2 separate regions of the Arachis hypogaea genome follow, and region 1 is linked to region 2. The links are chromatin contacts, called in public Hi-C maps. All regions are on one chromosome and are shown on one strand. Each heading gives the region's core, a stretch centred on a gene start, on an enhancer-like site or on the middle of the called end of the contact. The rest is flanking DNA. Distances are from core to core; before and after follow the strand shown. Region 1 overlaps LOC140179873 (a long non-coding RNA gene). Region 2 holds the start of LOC112697784 (E3 ubiquitin-protein ligase APD2).

What was found. A called contact is a pair of places that touch in the nucleus more often than the background predicts.
Region 1: a Hi-C map of an unstated tissue shows a contact between it and region 2, with 2.4 times the contacts expected there. The contact joins the enhancer-like site here to the promoter of LOC112697784 in region 2. A contact is called at or near these places in 2 of 8 Hi-C or Micro-C datasets (leaf and an unstated tissue).

The regions. Positions count from the first base shown.
Region 1 is chr16:148,663,312-148,666,693 of arahy.Tifrunner.gnm2.J5K5, reverse strand. LOC140179873 (a long non-coding RNA gene) reads left to right here. Exons shown (of 3, transcript XR_011873706.1): 3 at 618-888. Among protein-coding and RNA genes, the nearest start is that of LOC140179873, 3.6 kb to the left of the region's middle. Within about 2 kb of position 2,048, at least 1 of the 3 cell types and tissues checked has open chromatin away from gene starts, as enhancers often do.
Region 2 is chr16:148,628,718-148,631,929 of arahy.Tifrunner.gnm2.J5K5, reverse strand. LOC112697784 (E3 ubiquitin-protein ligase APD2) reads left to right here and starts at 1,281. Exons shown (of 7, transcript XM_072219393.1): 1 at 1,281-1,542; 2 at 1,632-1,855; 3 at 2,450-2,726; 4 at 3,026-3,212. The coding sequence starts at 1,431. It overlaps LOC112805983 (pumilio homolog 12-like), which reads left to right. Exons shown (of 5, transcript XM_072220795.1): 5 at 1-76. The coding sequence ends at 76.

The sequences.
Region 1 (3,382 bases), core at 799-3,298, 34 kb before region 2:
CATTTTAAAAATTTAACTTGATAAAAAAAGAATATTATATCTCTAACGACGTCTCTTCAAACAAAAATTTATTTTGGGTTTGCTTAAATTTGTTATATAGGTTTTCTTCATTTTTTAGTTTGTCTCATATTAATTTTTTTTTTTTTTGGATCAAACAAAGATTAAACTAAATCTTTCGATCATACAAATTTTAATACCACATCACGAAATCATGTCTCTTAAAAATTTAAATTGATAGGTAGCACATAAATAGTTATAATTTTAAATACATTGTTGACTATATTTAAAAGTAAAATAAAATAAATTTCCATCTAAACTTTATTTTCTTGATTCCTACGTTATTCTCTTAAAGAAGTTTGTTAGCAAAGTTAAATCCCTTAAGAATCAACTAGAATTTAATTAATAATTCCATATATATATATACCAACACAACTACACAAGGGTAGTTTGTTTATCTGATAAGAAGATAAAAGTAGTGTATGTTATGATGATCTTGTTCTTCAACATACACCACTATTATTATTATTATTGTTCTTTATCATCATCATCAAACCTTGTTTTGATGATTACCATTTTCTTCTTCTTTTGGCTGATCTTATTATCATGCCATGTGGAAGGATCATCAAGGTTTCTTCTTCTACCACATCATCAGCGATTCAAGATTGTTCGAGCCTTCTCTGGTCCTAGTCACGGTGGAATTGGTCACAAATTATTGCTTCCTTAATAATTAGGCATATTATTGTATGATTATCATTACTATTAATTACTTTACATCCAAATAATATGTGGTTTATGTAATGATATTAAACTCTTAGAGAATTGCTTGTATATATGTTTATATATGAAACGCTTTTAATGCCTTACAAGTTATATATGATGAATTGTATATATGATTTTCTTGTTTTATTATGTGAGATTTTTTTTTTTTAGAATTTGGTGCAGAAGATCTCAAGCAATGTTTCTATTTCTTAGCAATAACCTAAGAGAGAATTACTCAATTAAAATTGAGCTCAACTGTTTAGCCATCATCCCTTAGCTTTTATGTTTGGTGAAAAATATCTACATTATTATTATCCATTCTTATTTTTTCAATATTACAAGAAAAGTTGATTTTAGTAGCCATCATTATTGCTGGTATTTTTCTTATTTAATATTTTTACTTTTATTTTTTGTGCGCATAGGAGGTAAACATCTTGTTTTGTGGGTTTGGACTACTCGCTTCTTATGCAAAAAAATAAAAAATAATAAAAAAATAAAATAAAGGGTTTTCCTTTAGCTTTTACTGATAAGATATAGAAGAAAACAATACTATTATTGATCCTCCAAGTCCAAAGGTTCTTATAATGATGTATTCAAAAAAAAAAATTGCATATTTTCTATGAATAATTGAATCATACGAAATGAAAACTAATTGATTATGGTGGCTTGAATGAACAAACAACGAATTTTATGATGGGTTTCTTAGTACTAGAAAATCATTTTTAGCGACTTTTTTTTAACGATAATAAAAAGAGTTGTGAGTTTATTTATCGTTAAGTAAACATTATTCGTTTTATACTTTATCGCAAAAAATATATAATTATCATTAATAATATATAGTAATAATGACAAATATATATAATTATCTTTAACATATAAGTTAAATATATAATAGTGATTATGATATTGTATGTCATTAAAGTCATTTTTGTTTTAATGTTTATACAATCATACTATGTAGATATAAAAAATTAGTCAGTAAATTAATTATTTGTATATAATATATATTAAAATATAAAATATATATTTTAAATATATAATAATTAATTTAGTAACTAATTTAATAATATATATATATATATATATATATTGAGTTATGTATAATTGTATATAACTAATTTTAATTTGACGATGACATATGTTATTTTATTGGGTTAAATACTTAATTAGTTTTGATGGTCTCATTTAATATTGCAAGCCAAAAATATAAAGAAACACAAGCCCAAACACAAGGATTCATAATCATTACTGGTGGGTATTTATAACCAATGAATCCCATAGAAAATAATGCAAAGAAAATAGTTGGGCTAAATAAAACAAATCCAATCCCAACCCATGAAGACTCCATCAAACTGAAGATCTCCAAAGCCAAAGTTTACATATTTGCTTCAGTAAAAGAACCAAAAAAAAGAGAGAGAGCTTCGTTCCTCTTGTACATTTCACCAGAGAAGAAAGAAAAAGAAAGGGTTAAGCAAAAAATAAATGTCTAATCGCCAAAATCAAACTATATTAAGCTAAGTCAGAAGATAAAAGGTGATTTATTTCCATTTGCATGCATGTTAATTTCTTCACTCCTTCTCCAACTTTCTACGATACCATTTTTTGGTTAAATGAAGAAAGAAGTCTTTGATCTCTGCTGCTGTAAATCAACAATTCACAAAGTTTTTTGGAGGCAAAGCACATTATTAATGGTTCGAATTTGGGTTTACCACTGAACAATTTTCTCTGTGCTACTCAAATATCTTCGGTCAAGCAAAAAGAATCAGCTTTGAAATTCCTAATTTTGAGGTTAATTGAAGAAAGTGAAATAACAAGCTTGGGGAAGCACACATCTCGAGAAGTTGACTTGAAAGAAAGCAATTCAGCAACATGGTAAGAGATACAAAAAGAAAATTTTTTATCTTTCTGAAGACAAGGAGAAAGAACCAGAGTTTGAGTTTCAAAGAGAGCTTCCTAAGAAAGTTCAACATTTTGGACAGTGCATTCTAGAGAAAGAAGCATTCCGCCAATACGAAGAACCCAAATTAGTGATAGCTCAATCCGATTCATCTTATAGCAACAGAGGTTGTTGAAACATTAATCTTCTTCATATTTTATAGATTGTAATTTCAATTTTAATGTATATATTTCTATAATTTCTTGAGTTGAAAAAATGACGAAAGAGAGAGAGAGTTTAAGAAAAAGTCAAAGAGTGACAAAAAGTTGGGTGATACACTTGAGTGAAAAGTCTAGAGTGATTTCAGAATTCTTTAGGTTGTTTTATATGTCTTGTATTTTGTACCTGTGAAGTACTTCTTTTTAAGTTAGGTTAACACTTAGAGTGGAGAGTTAGGTATTAGCATAACCAAGTCAAGTTATGATAGAATTTGAGAAGGAAAGGATTGTGTCAATCCTGTGAAATTGGTTTATGTAATACTTCAACTATAATGGAAATTCCACTACTATTGTAGTGGAGATTAGATATAAGTTGCATTGCATAAGGCAACTAAATCAAAATACATGTTGGTATCATTCTTCTTCTCTTTCTCTGAGTTATGTTTTCTGATATTTATGAGATAAGACTAAATTATCTCATAAAATTTTTGTTGTAGAGTTCAAATAGATTCTAAGTCAAAGTAAAAAA
Region 2 (3,212 bases), core at 32-2,531:
TTCTCCAATGATGCGTAGCAACCATTATGGCAAGAAACTACTTGGTCGATTGAGGAAATTCCTATGTCACGTTTAGTAGACATAAATGACTATGTTTTAATGTGTAAACTCTGTAATATCACACATAACTCTTAGGAGCTGCACCTCTTTATTTGTTGTGTTATTTTCTTCCTAGTTTCAAGTATTTTCCTCCAATTTTTTTGGCTTCACTCTGTTGCGGAGAGAAGAATTTGCTGCATGAAATTAATTGTATGTAGAGGTTTGACTATACAAAAGGATCCTTTTATTATATATGATGAGATGGGATTAAATCTCCTTAATTGCCATTGAGATTTACGACTTTTACTATTTTAGTTTCTCATATTCAAAATTTTACTATATTAGTTTTCGAAATCCAGCTCTAAGCATCATATTGGTCTTTAGATCATTTTCAGCGTTGAGTCAACGAATGAAATGCTGAGCTATATTTGACTTACCATGCTAGATATATGGCTAAATAACATATTTTTGTTTTAACTCTTAAATAAGGTAAAAACGAGATTATTTTAGAAAATAAAAGGAGATATAATGATTTGTACATCATATAAACTCTTATTCCTCTTTTTATTTTTGTCTTGTTTAAGTATCAAAACGAAACGACACTGTTTAGCCATGTGTAAAGCGTGACAAGTTAGAATCAATTCAACACTTAATTTATTAATTTAAAAGGAGTTTAGGGACTAATATGGTGTTAGAACTTAACTTCAAAAATCAATATGCATAATTTTAAATTTAAGGGACTCAAAATTTACTCAGAAGTTGAATTGGGTGTGTTGTGAATATTAATTTAATTATTGGGCACATTATTTTTATTAAATGTAGGGACTGGGCGAGTTTTTATAATTATATTATCATAAAAATTTTATTTAAATGTGATTTAAACTGGACAACTTATACTCAAGGGAGATCAACTACACCGGAACACCTGCTTAATTTTTTTAATAGTGTTTTTTGTGTTTATCAAACATTTTTATTTCTATATCCTCATCTAGATAGTGAAACGCCCATTATAAACTAAATCCATATATAATGATTAGATAGAAAAGTGAATCACACCCATACACTTTTCTTTTCTTTTTTGTTTTTAACAAAAAATATTTCCAGCTATATCCTAATTTTGTGTTTATGTTTTAGTATTGTGTATGCATAGAATAAAATTGTAGATGAATTATTATAGCTTTGTCGTCAAATACCAGTCACATAATATACTTACCATTCAAATATTCCCTAACTAACCAAACCTTTGACTATTGCATTGCGTTGACCATTAGATGAACCAATAGCAACTACACTATGGAAAATCATACATTTCTTCTTCAATTCGTCTCTTCTTTTACTTCATCATACTCTATCCATCAATTTTTCTCTTCTTTTAATTAATTAATTAAGCCATGCACAGAACACCGTTGATGATGTCTCTTTCCACTTCAAACCATGGCTACTCTCAAAGATGGCAACAAACTTTGGCATGCATGCTTGTTCCTTTAGTCGTTTGGTTTTGTGGCATGTAAAATTTTCATCGAATTTTAATATTCGAGACGAATCAGGATCCTTTCATGTTATGTAAACATTCTTTTCTTTTTTTTATGCAGTTTTGGCAAGTATCCAATATGGGTATTATGGTAATTCTCGCTTGGTTCTTGGTCCGAGTTCATCGCGTTTGATGAAGACAAGTTCAATTCTTGTGGAGAAAGTTGAAGTGAGAAATGATCACAACAATCTTGTTCTTTATGCCTTTAATCAGAAGCCTGAGTTAATTTCCCAAACAAATTGGACCACTTCAAGATTCTTAGTTGTTCCCAGAAATACTCGCAAGGTAAATTGCGTCGCTATATGTTGTCATATTTAAGATTTTATTTTGGGAAAAGTATAGGGAGTCAATGGTCTAAGCGTACAATGTGTACAATGAAAGTTTAGGAAGTATTAGAGATATGATCATTAGTGTTACATTGTCCTATCAGGTTACGCTTTTGGGATGAGTGGGTTCATGACATGGTATTAAAGTTCTAGATCCGAAAGGTCAAGGGTTCGATTCTTGGTAAATTCCAAAATTAACTTAAGTTTTTAGGATGAGTGATTTTATGACATGAGATGTTAATTATCCCTGGTACACATAGGTCATTGGCTTCCTAGCACTACCCTTTATTTTGTAATACAAAAATTTAAAATTTTTTTTACTGATATAGCGAGGTAAATTGTGTCGCTATATATTGTCATATTTAAGATTTTACTTTATAGTATAAAAAGTCGAATTTTTTTACTGATATGTCAATACATGTTTATATAATTGCGTAAATAATTTTTATACTAAGAAGATATTAAATTTGAATCTATGGATATTATGCTAAGTTAAATATTTGTTAAGAATAAAATTAACTGATTAATATAATGTTTAATTCTTCATTTTTAGGGATTTTCTTTGTGGTTAAATAAGGGTTCTAGAATTCGTATGAGGTGGGAAGCACAAGCAAGTAGCAGGAATCAGCTTGAAGGGATGGTGATTAAAGGTTATATATCAGATGAAATTTCAAAGTGCTTTTTTTTCCTCTTAATTAAGAGATTAATATTATTTCTTTTGTTTCATGTAAGTTTTATTGTTGTGATCATAGGAGAAAGGAGATTTGAAAAAATGGTGCCTCAACAAACATTCTCCCTTGATACACTTGCCATTCGTGAGACAATCAATGGTGATTATATTGATCTTGCCATAATAAAAAAAATAAGCTTAGAAATTTTTAATTAGTTAATATTAGTTAATTTTTTTTATTATAAAACTAATTTTTGTTTAATTCTTCTTTCTTAGAGGATTTGAGGTTTAAAGTTAGAAATTATAAAATTTAAGATAAAAAATTAATTAAATTTTTTTTTTATGTGAAACTAATTTCATGCATTTTTCACACTTGTAACCTTAATACTATCTATCTCTACTTACTTAATTATAGGCAGGTTTATGGAGTAACTATGATAATATTACAAATGCTAACAGGTAATGAGGCTGAATACATGATTGAGGAAGATGATAGGTACCAAATTGGAGTTCTGAACATGAATGACAAGAACATAGTATTGAACTTGAATGTTAATGTCTCTGCCAAGATTTATGATACCACCAAAGCCAACAACATCTACTCTTCTATCAATGGATCATGCACATTTAGCCTCCTCTTCCCCAA